5 separate regions of the Sus scrofa genome follow, and all the other regions are linked to region 1. A link is a contact called in public Hi-C and targeted proximity ligation data. All regions are on one chromosome and are shown on one strand. The core of a region is the stretch at or near the end of the contact, and the rest is flanking DNA. Distances in the headings are between cores, read along the strand shown. Region 1 holds the start of ZNF771 (zinc finger protein 771). Region 2 holds the start of SEZ6L2 (seizure 6-like protein 2). Region 3 holds the start of LOC100622642 (putative protein T-ENOL). Region 4 holds the start of PRR14 (proline-rich protein 14). Region 5 holds the start of MVP (major vault protein).

Region 1 (2,903 bases), core at 213-2,712:
CAGTGGGTTAAGGATCCGGCGCGACCATGAGCTGTGGTGTAGGTTGCAGACGAGGCTTGGATCCCGTGTTGCTGTGGCTCTGGTGGAGGCCGGTGACTACAGCTCCGATTAGACCCCTAGCCTGGGAACCTCCATATGCCACAGGTACAGCCCTAAAAAGGACAAAAGACAAAACAAAAACAAAGCAAACAAAAAACTTTTCCAAATTCATTTTATGACCTCCTAGTCCTAAAAGGGGCCTGGCACACAACAGGCCTCACTAAATACTCTGGTGATGGTGTCCCTGGAACATGATGTGCCCTTCACAAGAGTTTACAATCCCAGAAGATGCTATGTTTTGTTCATCTGGCAAACTCCCACTCATCCTTGGAGGTCTTTTACATTCATCCCTTCAGTGAGGCCTACACCCAATTCCCACTTTAATCAAGGGAGTTTTTCACCCACCCCACTATTCTCCAGTCAAAGACCTACTATTTCCTTCTCGTGTTTGGTTTTTTTTTTCTTCAATAGTTGATGGGCCAAGATTTGAATCCAAGCCACAGCTGTGACCTATGCTGCAGCTGTGGCAACGCCAGATCCTTTAACCCACTGGGCCAGGCCTCGGATCGAATCCAAGCCACTGCAGCCACAACACTGGATCCTTGAACCCACTGGGCCACCAGGGGACCCTATACTTTTTATTTTTATTTTTTTTGCTTTTTAGGGCCGCAAAAAAGGTTTCCAGACTAGGGGTCAAATCAGAGCTACAGCCACAGCAACACAGGATCCTGAACCCACTGAGGAAAGGCCAGGGATCAAAACTGCAACCTCATGGTTACCAGTTGGATTTGCTTCTGCTGTGCCACAATGCGAACTCTGACTCTATGCTTTTTAGTCACAATCTTTTTTACTAGACTGTGAGATTCTCAAGAACAAGAACTAGCTCTGATTCTGGATACTTGTACATGTTTCTCCTTTTGCCAGCATCTGTCCTAAAGTCCTCCCACAGTAGGAAGACCTCCCAGTAGGAACTTTCCTGCTCCCAGCTGAGTCTCCTCACTGATTCTCTGCATCAGGGGACAACACTTTGCCTTTTCTAGGGTTCCAGCCATCATCTGGCCCCCTGCCTGCCTCTCCCCCAGATCTCACACTGCTTTTCCCATCACTGATTCACTTGGCTCCAGTCACATAAGCCTTCTTTCTGTTCCTCAAATATGCCAAGTTTAATCTCAGCTTAGTCTCTGTAGCTCTGTCTAGAACATTCCTCCAGATTTTCAAGTGGCTAATGCTTTTTTTTTTTTTTGCTTTTTAGGGCCACACCCTCAGCACATGGAGGTTCCCAGGCCTAGGGGTTGAATCCGAGCTGTAGTTGCCAGCCTACACCACAAGCACAGCAATGCAGGATCCGAGACATGTCTGCGACCTACACCGTAGCTCACAGCAACACCAGATCCTTAACCCATTGAACAAAGCCAGGGATCAAACTTGTGTCCTCATGGATGCTAGTCAGATTCGTTAACCGCTGAGCCATGACAGGAACTCCTCAAGTGGCTACACTTTGTCATCATTCAAGTTTCATCTCATAAATTATTTCCTAAGAGATGCCTTCCCTACCCACATTAAAGAAGCCCCCAACCATAGCTACTCCCTATTGCATCATTGCAATACTCCTTATTGGCCCTATTTCTTTCCTACACCTGTCATTATCTGAAATTATCTGGTTTATTTACTTGTTGACACTTTTTAACACCCTGAGAAGTGCCATAGCAGCCAAGATTTTTGTCTCTTTTGTTTCCTACTGCATCTCCAATATCTAGAATGGTGCCAGGCACATAGTAGGGCTCAATAAATATTTGATGAGAGAATGAACACAATCAAAATAGCATTGGGGATCCTGAGTGTGGGTATCACACTCATTTACTCCCTTTTGCCAGCTCTGAGGAGGAGCAAAAGGTTGACCATTTGTAATCCCAACATCCGAGTTATGCCCTGGACTGCAGACTGAGGATGTCTTGAGTCCTGGCTGTGCTACAGCTTCCTCATGTAACCTCATTTCTGAAAGATAATTTGGAGCTATGGAATTTTCTACTTACCAGCTATGTGCCTTTGAGGAAACTACTTAAGCTCGCTCATCTTTCAGTTCCCTCATCTGTCAAAAGAAGGTCCCCACAAGGTCGTTGTAAAGAGACAACTAGGGATTGTAAGCACTTACTGGATGTTCTCTTTTTTTTCATCATTTCTGAATCTTCACTGCCTCAGTCATAAAATAGGAGACTCAGCTATCTTTTTCAAGAGAAGTAGGAAAATACAGATGTTTATATGAAATATCTCAATTTTTAAATGTTGAAAATTAAAATGTGTAAAAGTTCTCTCTTACTACTTTTTTTGTGCTGCACCTGTGGCATGTGGAAATTCCTGGGCCAGGGACAGAACTCATGCCACATCAGTGCATCAGTGACAACGGGCAGGTCCTTTTTTTTTTTTGGCCGCCCCACAGCATATGGAGTTCCCCGGTCTATGCTTTAACCCACCGTGCCCGGCTGGGGAATTGAACCTGCATCCTGGTGCTGCTGAGATGCCACTGATCCTGATGGCCACAGGCAGGAATTCCAATGTCAGATCCTTAGCCTGCTAGGCCACCAGGGAACTCCTAAAGCTAACTTTTAAACTTGAGGGCCAAACAAGATACTGCTGTGGGAGTTCCCGCTGTGGCTCTGACTGCAGCAGCTTGGGTTGCTATGGAGGCACGCGGGTTCGATCCCTGGCCCAGAAACTTCTATATGCCATTGGTGCGCCCATTAAAAAAAGAAAAAAAAATGCTGTGGACTGGACCTGGTCCGTGTACTATAATTTTCCATCTAAGCTACTGGGTTGTCAGGGATGCTATGACAACCCTCACTTTGTAACTTGGACAAATCAGCTTA
Region 2 (2,903 bases), core at 203-2,702, 200 kb before region 1:
TCTTTCCTCTTTCTCTTTTGCCCCTTTTCTCCTCTACTTTCTCCTCCCAGTAGTTTCCTCTCTCTCCCTCAGTCTCCTTTCTCCACTGTCTCCCCCTCTCTTCTCTCCTCCCTCTACCCCCCCCACCTATCTCTTCGCTTTATCCTTCCCTCCCCCTCCCCCTTGCCTTCTAGCTCCCCTAGACTGCAGTTCCTACCCCACCTGGACCCGCAGCCCCGGGAACCCGCAACCAGCCGTCGGGAACCCGCAACCAGCCGTCCTCCGCAGCGACTTCTCTCTCTCCTTCCAACCCCCTCTCCTTCTTGCCCTTGCTTCTCACTCGACCCGACCCGCGGGTTCTCTCTCTCTCTCCCTCTCCCTCTCCCTCGCTCGCTCTCTCTCCTACTCGCTCCTTCCTTGGCTCCCACTCACCCTGACGTCACCCCTCCCCACAGTCCTCTCAGCTTAGCTACCCCCGCCCTCGCCCAGTGGCCGCGGCAACTCAGCCGGGTTGAAGGCGGGGGGTGGGGTGGTCTCCGGATTTGCCTCCCCCGGCCCGGACCGGGTGCCACGTGGGGTTCAGGGGGCACAACGCCAACCTCCAGCGCCCCGCAATGCGAAAAAGGGGCGGGGCTGGTGGAGGGGCGGGGCAATCTAAGGGGCGGGGCAAGCGCGCCGACCGATGGACGAGGCTGGCGGTCTCAGACTGCAGACGGGGGACACTGCGGCCTGTCCGTGGGTCAGCCGATCCCTCGACCAGTCGGCCTGTGATTCCACCTCCCCCTTCGCCTTCACAAAGCCAGCCCCGGGAGGGAGCCTGATAGATAATGAAGGCGGCTTCAGCCAATCGCCTACTGCGCCGGGCTCCAGGCGCGCTCAGGCGGGCCGAGAAGAGCTGTCCGCTCTTGTGGTGCTGAAAAGGGTGCTCCAGAGGCCCTGAGATGAGACCAGGAGGAAAAAAAAAAAAAAAAAATCAAAGTTGAAGCCACCAGGCGGCTGGCTGGGGTCGTGTTGTACGTTAGAAGAGGGGTCTTCCCTCCCCAGATCCCAGCCTGTCACCCCTTAGGTTTCTCACAAACGTAGGAACTTGCCATTCTTCTGGAGGAGGGGAAAACCCATTCCACATGAGCTTCTGTGAAAGCCACGTCCCATGGAGTGGGCCGGGGGCATACTGGGGGGCTGAGCAGGCGCGAACCCAGCTATGCTGTCCCTCGGTACCCTGTGAAGAGAAGACTCAGATTCCAAATGTGCTGGAATGGCTGGGGGAGGGGTATAATTACTGCTGGAACCAGAGTTTCCTTTCCCTCCCCTAGGGGCCGCGGGAGTGAGGATTACGACCCTGGCTCTAGTGGTCCCTCCTTCTTCCATCTGCACTTCCTCCCCCTCCTCCTCCCCCACCGCCCCCAAATAAATCCCAGGCCCCTCCCTTCGCCCGTCCCCAGGATCTGACGTGGGCACGACACCTTTCTCAGCTTCTCCCTCCCGCAGCTCCAGTGCCCAAGCCTCGGCTTTCCAGGTTCTGCAACCCCCTCCCCTCCCCGCCAAGCCTCACTTGAGCACAGTAGGGACCCTTCCTATACTCGACCCCACCCTAGGTCCCCGGAAGCTGTTTTGCCTTTCCCCACTCCCCCAGCTTAGAATCCAGCCAGCCCAGCGGACCCAAGCGCTCGATCAAGAGGACCCAGGCGACCCGGCTCCTTCGCCCTTCCCGGCCCCACCCCCTGCAGCCAGAGCCGCGCCCCCTCTCCTACAGACCCGAGAGCTGAGGACAGAGGAGACTGGGCAAAGAGGGGAGGGCTCCAAGCCCAGCCAGCTCTGCCCCTTCGTTCCAAGGGGCAGAGAAATTGTCTTCCTTGCTAACTGCTGGGGGGGGGGGGGAAATTAATAGGAAAGATAAAAGGAGACCGACGAAAGGTGACAGTTGGATTATTTAGGAGAGGCACGGAAGAGAGAAATCGGTGTGAGTCGCCATGGGGACTCCCAGGGCCCAGCATCCACCGCCTCCCCAGCTGCTGTTCCTATTTCTGCTGAGCTGTCCCTGGATTCAGGGTAAGGACATTGATGCATGGGGGTGGGCCCCGAGAAGGCCCCCAGCACGGTCCCCTACCTTCCTTTCTCTGAACATCCTGTGCCTTTTGAGCTCCTGGGGGAGGGGAGGGGCACAGCCATCGCGGAAGGGGCCAGCCGAGGCTTTCCTCTTGTGCCTGGAGCTCCTAACCTCCTATATTGAGGAGGTGGGAAAATGACTGACAGGAGTTTTTAGCCGAGTCTCAGGCATTCAATTCAGAAAAAGGGGCTGGGAAAGTTGGGGGGGGGTGTCTGCGGAGGCAGCAGAAGCAGGCAGGGTAGCTGGGTGGGAGATAGAGGTGTGGGAAAGATGCCAGGCACTGCACATACAAATGTTCTTGGATGTGTGGACAAAGACAGATGAACAGAGGCAATGCTCAGAGGCCAGATATTCAGTCCCCCACTCTGACCCCCCAGCAAGACTCCAGGGAAGGGGACAGAGACTGCAGAGAAGGAAAGGGAGGGAGGACTGGAGGGTGAGAGGAAGGAAGAAAGAGAGAGAGAGAGAAACCACACTGCAGGGACAGAAACCCAAAGAGAAAGCTGGGCACTGCGGAAGCAAGGGTTGGGAGGTGCTGCTAGACCCTCTGCGGAGCCCCAGGGTTGCGGGGAGAGCACCAGTGAGAGGAGAATGCGGGCAGCACCCTGCCTCTTCTCCACCCTGCTGACGTTAGCCAAGGTTCCTCAGAGCTGAGGTGCTCACCGAAGGCCCACTCAGCCTGGGGGAGAAGGGAGAGAGGAAGGTGTAGGAGTGTGATGGGCAGCTGGGAGCCCCTCCTCCAGTCTTGGCTCTCAGCCCAGCCTGGGACCCTCTGAGCTCCTGCAGGCCCAGCTGACTGAGGAGGGAGGAAGAGCTC
Region 3 (2,903 bases), core at 204-2,703, 170 kb before region 1:
GGAAAAAAAAAAAAGAGAGAGAGAGAGAGAGATTTGATCTAGAAGACCGTGGAAGTGGAGGGCAGCCTTGGGTGACCTCAGGACCTAGTGCTGGGGACTCTGGGCTCAGGGTGGAGGTTAGGGTCTCAAGGCTGGGAGATCTCAGTGCCCTCAGCTGAGAGCTCTCTACTTCATTTCACCCCCACCTCAAGTCCTCTCGGACACTCACCAGACCTCCACTCAATGAGGCTGTAGAGGTCGCTGCTTGGGACAGCCGGCTGCCCTTTTTCTCCTCATTCCTGGTAGGAGTGGATGTCATCCCCCTGGGGACAGTTGGAGCCCATGTTAGGCTGCGAAACCAGCCTCCTTCTGCCAAACCCAACCCACCACTCTCGCCCAAGGCCTTAGAGGACTGTGTCAGTTTCTCTCTGAAGCGGGGGGGGGGGGGGGGGGGGGGGGGGTTGGAGTTCCCGTCGTGGCTCAGTGTTTAAGGAATCTGACTAGGAACCATGAGGTTGCAGGTTCGATCCCTGGCCTCGCTCAGTGGGTTAAGGATTGGGAGTTGCCGTGAGCTGTGGTGTAGGTTGCAGACGCAGCTCGGATCTGGCGTTGCTGTGGGTGTGGTGTAGGCCGGCAGCTGTAGCTCCACTTCGACCCCTAGCCGGGGAACCTCCATATGCCGCGGGAGCGGCCCTGGAGAAGGCAAAAAGACCAAAAAAAAAAAAAAAAAAAAAAAAAAAATCGCTGCCTTAAATCTTCCTGGGGGAGGGAGTGGGACACCCACACGCCCGCCCCCTCTCCCCTGCCTCCACTCGGCCCGGCGAGAGCCTCGCTTTCCTTCTTCCCATCCAAGGCCCTTCTTAAGACAAGGCAGCCCACTTGCCACCCCCGACCTGGCAGATGGGTCGAAATCTTGGGCTCCTGGGCAGAAGAGGGGACAGGGAGGTCTAAAAAGCCCTTTTAGGGGCCGTGGGAGCGGGGAGTTGGGGGAGAAGTTTGGAAAAAGGGGAACCCAGGGCGGCTCCGCTACCCCTTACTACGAAAACTTTGGCATATGCAAAGGTTCCGCAGCGCCGTTGCCAGGAGACTAGGGATTCTAGAACCACAGGGGTAAGGGCATTTTCCTAGCTTGTCGCATTCGCAACTCCTCCGCTCCCTGCTAGGTCCCTCTTAGGGGTCAGTGACTCTAGCGCTAGAATCTAGAGAGACCTGGGAAGATGACACAGAGTGGAGCCTGCGACCTAATCCTCCCACCACTAGGGGCACGCGAAAAGCAGCCCCCCCCCAGGTCGCCCTTCGGGCCCTCTGGCTGTCATCTCGTTGCCTGGATCCTGCAAGAGCTAATGAGGGTGGAGAGAGGGGGGCGGGGAAGGAAAATGTGGACTGTACCAAATAACCTGACCTCTTGGGGGTGCAAAAACGCGAGAGAGCGGAATCTTCTCCCCTTATCTTTGTCTCCAGGAAGTCATACCCTGCACAGAAAGGAACGTAGAGACATTTATCTAGGCCTCCTTCTCTTTTGGCCTCTCCTTTTCAATTCCCTTTTTTGCTCGACGACTATGTTTCTTTTTCCCCTCTCCTCCCTCTGTGCTTTGGTACAAGCCGATGGTAAGGGGCGGAGGGAAGACAAGGAAGCCAGCAGGTCTTAAAGGGGCCGCAGCCATTTCAAAAGCCTCTTCTTCCTTTCTCCAATTTTGCAAGGTAGAACGCAGTAGAGTAGGTTCCGGAAGCCCAGCACAGCTGGAGCAGCAGAGGCCGCAGCTGGAGGCAGGAAGAGGCGAGCGTCTGCCCTGAGGAAGGGCAGGGTGTTCGCTCCCGGCTCACAGCTGGGTTAGCCCATGCTACGGTCGACATTGAGCTTTAACATCTGGGACCCGGCTGGGGCAGCAGAGACCTGCGCGCAGTGGGCGCGGCCGATGCGCCAGGCTGGAGGGTGAGCGTCGCGCCGGGGCTGGGACAGAGTTGGCACCTCCGGATAAGGCCCAGAGCGGCCAGGGGGCCTCCGCGATGCCAAGCGAAAATATCTTCCTGTTTGTGCCTAACCTTATTGGTGAGTGCTGTCCGCGGCTCCGGGCCGAACGGGAGGGCCAGGGGTCTTGGGCAGGCTTCCTGATCTGCCCTGTCTCTCCCTCGTCCCGTCCCAAGGTTATGCCCGGATTGTCTTCGCCATCATTTCTTTCTACTTCATGCCCTGCTGCCCCTTCACGGCCTCCTCCTTCTACCTGCTCAGCGGACTTCTGGACGCTTTTGATGGACACGCTGCTCGAGTCCTTAATCAAGGTGACAGATACCTCCTCCCAGCCAGCCTCGAGGCCCAACAACCCTCTGCCCCCTTTTCCTGCTTCCTCAGGTACTCAGGAGCTCTGTCATTCCCATCTCTGTAGAAAGCAGAGCAGAGTGGCCCGCTTTTGTAGCGGAAGGGATTTAAGCTCGCAGTTGAGAAGCACTCTTTGAGAGGAGGGGTGTGGGATGGCAAGACTGGGCGTGGCAAGTGGCAGTGCTGCCGGCCTCTCCGAAGGATTAAAACATCCATTCAACAGATGTTTATGTTTATTGGTATCTCCTGTGTGGCAGGCACCAGCCAGAATGATTCCAGAAGGTGGGTTTGGAAGGCAGATGGAGAGGGAAGAGGGATAGTTTCTGGAGGGTTGTCTACTTTTTGAATCTGTTCACTTCCAAGACTTCCCTAAGATTTCAAGTCTTCTTGTCTGGAGACCTGGACCCTGGATTCTGGGGTTGATGAGCTCTAGAGCTAGCCTCCCCACTTCTGCTTTGTTCTCTCTGCATTCCCATGTGTTCTGTTTTGTGGCACGGTGACCCTGGCCCTTTGGTCCAGGCAGAACAGTCTCCTCGCCTCCCCAGGCAGTGGATGCACCGTCACCCTTAGACTCTGCATCTGAATGATCCACCAGATACGGCCCCTG
Region 4 (2,903 bases), core at 264-2,763, 170 kb after region 1:
ACCTATTTGAACTAGAAGCCTCATGGCGGATTTCCAAAGGACCCAGCAGGCCCTGTGTTATGAAGAGAGTTGCTGTAGTCCTGGGAGATCTCTCTGAATGAGTCCTTGGTTACCAAGTTGGGGTGTCTTCACTTTCTACACCAATTCTTACCAGTGGGGGCTCTTTCCATTCTACCCTTTCTGTGTCACTATTCTTTTTTTTTTTTTTTTTTTCTTTTTAGTGCTGCTTCCTTGGCACATGGAGGTTCCCAGGCTAGGGGTTGAATTGGAACTACTGCTGCTGGCCTACACCACAGCCACAGCAAAAGCAATGTGGAATCTGAGCCGTGTCTACAACCTACACCGCAGATCGAGACAATGCCAGGGCATTAACCCACTGAGCGGGGCCAGGGATCGCACTCGAATCCTCGTGGATGCTAGTCAAATTCGTGTCCACATTCACTGAGCCACAGTGAGAAATCCCTGTGTCACTACTCTTATCATTTAATCTCATAGGCGAGAATCATGCTGGGCTGGGTTAGGTCACTTGTGCACCGTCATCTCAGACGCAGGATTCTAGGCTTCAGGCTCTCTTGCTCCAGCAAGAAAATAAGTACTAGCTTGGACCAGGGAATCCTGGGGAAGGAGTGGAGGCATGAGTTTTGGTTAGGCGGTGAGGGTGCCTTCACAGTGCAAGAAGCCACTACCTCCCCACCACCAGCTGGCTCCTGGTATAAAAGTTTCAGGATGAAGCCCCTTTAAGCAGCAGGATTCCATCCCTGGTCCCTTACTACTATGGGACTGATTACACAGCCCATCAGCTAGGTCCCTCTTGAAAGAGGGCTCGGGGGAGGCCCGAAAAGAGAGGAAAGCGGCCGCACCCCACCGAGCACCCCAAGGTTGTTATTGGTCTCCTGGCACTAGCACCTCTATACTGAGCCCCCAGCGCCAGCGGCAGAAACCCCCGCTCCTCCAGGAAGAGGTACACAACCCTTGGGTGAAGTGAAGCTCAACGCCCCAGCCTCCTCCGCACCCCCGCTCAGCCCAGTCCCTCCAGGACGCCACGCAACCAGAGAAGCAGGAGGTGGCACCAGCCTGTCTCTGGTCCCCGCCACCCGCTGCCAAACACTTCCGTGCAACTCGGGAACCCGGTTCAGCAACCCACGATGGTACTGGAAAAGGCTTCAAAGGGGCCTCTCTAGGCAACTGGGAATTTCACATATCGTTAGCACTCAGTTCACGTTTATTGGCCCAAGTACGAAAGAACCGGAAGATGCCCTTAAAAAACGTGGCGGTACTCTAGCTTCATGACAGTTGCCTCAGTAGCTCAAGAACCTTGGCATCATCTTCGGCCACTCACTGGCCGGAAAAGATGACGCCATCCGGCCCACTGCGGTCCACTGAGGACAGCGCTATCTGCCCTCAACTATAATGGCGGCGCTGCCCAATTTGGCTTCTTGCCCCTAGGGATGATGGCCGCTAGGCGGCTTCACTTAGTTTCTCACCACCCCGGAAGACGGCGACCGGCGATTGGGCGTTGCCCAAAGGCTCTGAGAAGAAGGCCCTCGGCGGTTGGGCAGAGCTGGGTAAGGCTAGTTTTAAAGGAGCCGGAGGTGGGAGCCGTCGAAGACCCGGGATCCGCGGGAGGCGGCGGTGAGCGGCGCGCGGGGGAGGGCACCGAGCGGCTGAAGAGAGGGCGGGAGGAGGGAGGGAAGGAAACTTTTGAACCATCTGGTCCCGGGCTGGGGAGAGCGCTGGGCGGGGATCCGGGGAGGGCGGAGGGAGGGGGTCTGTGGGCGGGACCTCCCGGGATTGGAGTGAAGGGGGTATCTGCTTGACAGTGGATCCCCGGGGATCCGGACTGAGTTTGTGATGCTCAAGCTCGGGCAGCCCCTTTCTGAGTGGAGCTTTGTGGAGCCGAAGCTCACGGGGAGAGGAGGATCCTCGCGCGGCGTCTGACTGGAGGAACCGCGCTATAGGATTCTTTCAGCGGGGATCCAGTCTAGGGGATCTGGTAGGGGGGGAACCGTCGGCGTGTGGGAGTGTTCCTTCGGAGTCCTCGCCCACTCACTGGGAGTGGATGAGGATTACAGAGGGATCTGGCGGAAACTGAGCCTCTGAGGACCGGGATCCCAGCTGATCCCGGGGGATCTCAGGGCAGAATCTGAAGGGACAAAGGCCCCAGGAGGCTTGGGCCGTGGGAGAACTGGGGCCGCTGCAATCCAGGTTCTCGCGGCCAGGCAGGGCGCGAGTGATCCACTGATCGCGGCAGCAGCGGGAAGACACCCGTTCCCGGCGGCCAGACGAGGGCGCCCTTCCGAGCCCCAGGGCTCCGGCCCCTGGGCTACTGGGAGCCTCGGGCGGACCATGAAGGGCGGAGCCCCAGGGGAGGGGCTGGCCCTCACTCCCCGCTCCCCCGCTCCCCCCCAAACCCAGGCTGGAGCCTGGGATCCCCCAGGGACTCCCCGGAGCCGCCGCTTCCCCCATGGACTTGCCCGGGGACTCCAGGTGAGAGCGCACCCCGCCCGCCTGTCTTGAGCCCGGGAAACGGGGAGCCTGGTGGCCGTACCGGGGAAACCACAGAGCCAACAACAGGCTTAGAGGACCGTCCTCTGCTTCTCTCCACCTCCAGCCCGCCTGGCCGGCAGCGTCTGTGCCGCCAGCCTCTGGCTCGAGCATTATGGGGAGCCAGGAGCCCCAAACGGCCGAAACTGCAGCCCCTTGGGGCCCCTTCGCCCTTGGAAAAAGCCTCTCGGCGGGTCCTGGCTGTGGTCCTGGAAGATGTCATGGCTGCCCACATGGTGAGCCCCTTGAACTGAGAGGCCCCCTTCTCCCTCCCGTCTCCTGGGTACCAAAGCCAAACCCGTTCTTTAATGAGGATAACAAACACCTCATTCTCACACTCATCCATCAGGCAGCCTCCC
Region 5 (2,903 bases), core at 198-2,697, 140 kb before region 1:
TCTCCAGAGTCACTGGGCTGGCAGGTCCAAAAGAGCTGCCTGTTTTCACTTCCCTGTCCCGAAGAGGAAAAAGCACCTTCCTCATCTATGCCTTCTAGAAATCAAGCCTATCTGAAGATTACTCTGCCGACGACCTCTCAAATGAACTGCAAGGCCCGCCGTGCGCAGAGCCGAGGGGGGTAGTGGTGGAAACCTCAGCGTTTGCAGGGTTGAGGAACCTCCACGGGGGGCGCGTTCTAAGAGCTCAAGGGGAGCGACCAGAGCCCAGGTCCCCAGGGGGAGGGAAAAGATGAGGACAGCAGGGACCAGTCTCAGTCCAGGAGGGGGTGTGAACGGACCCGTGAAGCTTCCCCTGCCCCTACTGCGGATGTGGGAGCTCAAAGTCCGAGAGGCCTGAGATGGGGTTTGGCGAGGGGTCAGATGAGTTGCCTTTTGCCTTCAGAAGCCCGAAAAAACAAGGCCAGCGGTATCTCCCAAGGCCAAGCCTCCACCCACCTTCTCCCGGCTCTAGTTCTAAAGCCACCTGCCCCAGCCCACGCGAGTCGGCGAAGGCAGGACAGAGCTAGGGAGAGGTCTTGGGGGTGGGGGACAAGGGCCCGCCAGCTGGTTTGGGGCTTTGGGAGCCAGGACGGAGTACTTACATCCAGAAGTGTGGCTGGCTGCAGCTGACGCCTCAGCTCGGAGAGGGAGCCGCCTTCACCCAGCCCTAGGGATCACTTCCCGGCAGGGCAGGCCAGGCGCAGGGGTGGGGCTTGGGCATTTAAAGGGCCCTTGCAGCTGGTTCTCGTTGAGTTTTTTGGGTTTGTTTCTCTCCTGTGGGAGGCTTTCACTGCAGCTGAAGGCACTGCAGCTCATTCAGTGCTCAGGAATGCCCGCCTCAGAGCCAGCTGGCAGCGCTGGAATGAAACTAGGAGGGGGTCCAAGGCCTAGGGCGGCGGCGGGGGGGGGGGGGGGTGGTGCTGAGTTGGCTTCTCCCCCCTCTGGCTGGCATTTCCCATCAGGGTGGGTCCGACTCTGCCTCTCCAGGCCTGCGTGTGCTCCAGCGGCAGTACCTCCTCTAAAGAGAAGATAACCTGCTACTTTTCTTTTTTTATTTTAGATTCAGAAAATTCAGCCCAGGTGTCCAAACAACGGTTCCATAGAAAACACACACACACATACACATGTCCTCTTTCTGGTAAGGTGCTGTGTTGGGAGTTCGCAGGGTCTCTGCTCCTCCCAGGTGCCCCAGCGCCCCCGGGGTAGGGAGGGAGGGCCAGCAGGTCAGGACTCTGCACCCTAAAGGCAGAGGCGCTCAGTACTTGCGCTGCCTGGGGAAGAGGCTACTTCCCGAGGCCCGGAGCGCGGGGCTGGGGGGGCTGGCGTCCTCTGCGTCCAGGCTGAAGAGGTCCCTGCCGGTCCGGAGGATCTGCTCCTCCAGCTTCTTGTGCCGCTTCATGTCCGAGAGGACCTTGTCCAGGCGGGCCTCCCGTTTCTGGCTCCGGGCTGAGCTTCCTGCAGAAGGGGAAGGAGAGAAATGTGGGCGCGACTGAGGTTCTGTGCCCCGGACCTTCCTGGGATCTTATGACTCACTTGAGGAGCTCGGGAAACAGAGCGACTTCTAGGCCTGTCCTGGAGGGGCTGTGGTGTAGGGCTGGGGCCTCAGATGGGGTGGGCCGTGAAGGCTGGACGTATGAGAAGGGGCAGGTAATGTGAAGACCTAGGAAGAGCAGCCCAGGCAGGCACCAGCAAGTGCAAAAGCCCCAGGGCAGGAACGGGGAGGTCTGCTCAAGGGCAAATGCAGAACTGGGGGAGACAGGAAAGATGAGGCCCAAGAAATGACTCACAGATCACGATAAGGGGTACGGATCTCTTTGTTTAAATGGAAGCCTTGGTGGGGGCACAGTGTGTGTGTTGGATTCTCTTTGTTTAAATTGTTTTAGGGCCGCACCCACGGTATATGGCGGTTCCCAGGCGAGGGGTCGAATCAGAGCTGTAGCTGCCGGCCGACACCACAGCCTTGGCAATGCTGGGATCCTTAGCAAAGCCAGGGATGGAAACTGTGTCCTCATGGATGAGAGTTGGGTTCATTAACCACTGAGCAACGATGGGAACTCCTGGATTCTCATTTTGATAAGCTCTTACACCCCAGCAATAAAATCCTTTGGAAGACTTTTTTTTTTTTTTGCTTTTTACCGCTGCACGTGCAGGACATGGAAGTTCCCAAGCTAGGGGTTGAAAGCTACAGCTGCCAGCCTATACCACAGCCACAGCCATTCGGGATCCAAGCCACATCTGCGACCTACACCACAGCTCACAACAACATCGGATCCTTAACCAACTGCGCAAGACCAGGGATCACACCCGCATCCTCGTGGATACTAGTTGGGTTCATTTCCGATGAGCCACAATGGGAACTCCTTTTTTTTTTAACGGCCGCAGCCATGGCACATGGAAGTTCAGGGACTGAATCCAAACCACAGCTGAGGCTACGCCCGATCCTTTAACCCAGAGCACCAGGCCCAGGATTGAACCCGTCCCTCTCCAGTGAACCAAGTCACTGCAATCAGATTCTTAATCCACTGCACCAAGCAGGAACTCCTCCTTCGGAGAATTTAAAACAGAATTGGGAGTTCCTGTCGTGGCACAGCAGCAACAAATCCTACTAGGAACCATGAGGTTGCAGGTTCGATCCCTGGCCTTGCTCAGTGGGTTAAGGATCCAGTGTTGCCGTGAGCTGTGGTGTAGGTCGCAGATGTGGCCGGATCACGTGTTGCTGTGGTGTAGGCCAGGGGCTGCAGCTCCAATTGGACCGCTAGCCTGGAAACCTCCATTTGCCACACTTGAGGCCCTAAAAATAAAATAATAATAATTTAAAAAAATTTAAAACAGATTTGAGCTGACTTATGTTTTGAAAGAGAGAC

The links. A called contact is a pair of places that touch in the nucleus more often than the background predicts.
Region 2: a targeted proximity ligation map of alveolar macrophages shows a contact between it and region 1. A contact is called at or near these places in 1 of 47 Hi-C or Micro-C datasets (embryonic fibroblasts) and 1 of 2 datasets of targeted methods (alveolar macrophages).
Region 3: a Hi-C map of embryonic fibroblasts shows a contact between it and region 1, with 2.5 times the contacts expected there. A contact is called at or near these places in 1 of 5 promoter capture datasets (fetal liver), 1 of 47 Hi-C or Micro-C datasets (embryonic fibroblasts) and 1 of 2 datasets of targeted methods (alveolar macrophages).
Region 4: a contact with region 1 is called in a targeted proximity ligation map of alveolar macrophages. A contact is called at or near these places in 2 of 2 datasets of targeted methods (alveolar macrophages and skeletal muscle).
Region 5: a contact with region 1 is called in a targeted proximity ligation map of alveolar macrophages. A contact is called at or near these places in 1 of 47 Hi-C or Micro-C datasets (embryonic fibroblasts) and 1 of 2 datasets of targeted methods (alveolar macrophages).

What each region holds. Positions count from the first base shown.
Region 1 is chr3:17,915,973-17,918,875 of Sscrofa11.1, reverse strand. It overlaps ZNF771 (zinc finger protein 771), which reads left to right and starts at 1,462. Exons shown (of 3, transcript XM_005653018.3): 1 at 1,462-2,903.
Region 2 is chr3:18,118,071-18,120,973 of Sscrofa11.1, reverse strand. SEZ6L2 (seizure 6-like protein 2) reads left to right here and starts at 1,452. Exons shown (of 19, transcript XM_003354543.4): 1 at 1,452-2,028. The coding sequence starts at 1,950. ASPHD1 (aspartate beta-hydroxylase domain-containing protein 1) reads right to left here and starts at 59. Exons shown (of 4, transcript XM_005655098.3): 1 at 1-59.
Region 3 is chr3:18,090,517-18,093,419 of Sscrofa11.1, reverse strand. It overlaps LOC100622642 (putative protein T-ENOL), which reads right to left and starts at 1,453. Exons shown (of 6, transcript XM_021086430.1): 1 at 1,382-1,453; 2 at 209-302. The coding sequence starts at 298. CDIPT (CDP-diacylglycerol--inositol 3-phosphatidyltransferase) reads left to right here and starts at 1,987. Exons shown (of 6, transcript NM_001167642.1): 1 at 1,987-2,029; 2 at 2,125-2,259. The coding sequence starts at 1,987.
Region 4 is chr3:17,749,990-17,752,892 of Sscrofa11.1, reverse strand. PRR14 (proline-rich protein 14) reads left to right here and starts at 1,513. Exons shown (of 12, transcript XM_021086416.1): 1 at 1,513-1,632; 2 at 2,416-2,487; 3 at 2,612-2,780. The coding sequence starts at 2,465. LOC110259905 (a long non-coding RNA gene) reads right to left here and starts at 1,251. Exons shown (of 2, transcript XR_002342364.1): 1 at 1-1,251.
Region 5 is chr3:18,055,092-18,057,994 of Sscrofa11.1, reverse strand. It overlaps MVP (major vault protein), which reads right to left and starts at 1,447. Exons shown (of 15, transcript XM_021086424.1): 1 at 642-1,447. It overlaps PAGR1 (PAXIP1-associated glutamate-rich protein 1), which reads right to left. Exons shown (of 3, transcript XM_013987719.2): 3 at 1,075-1,494. The coding sequence ends at 1,295.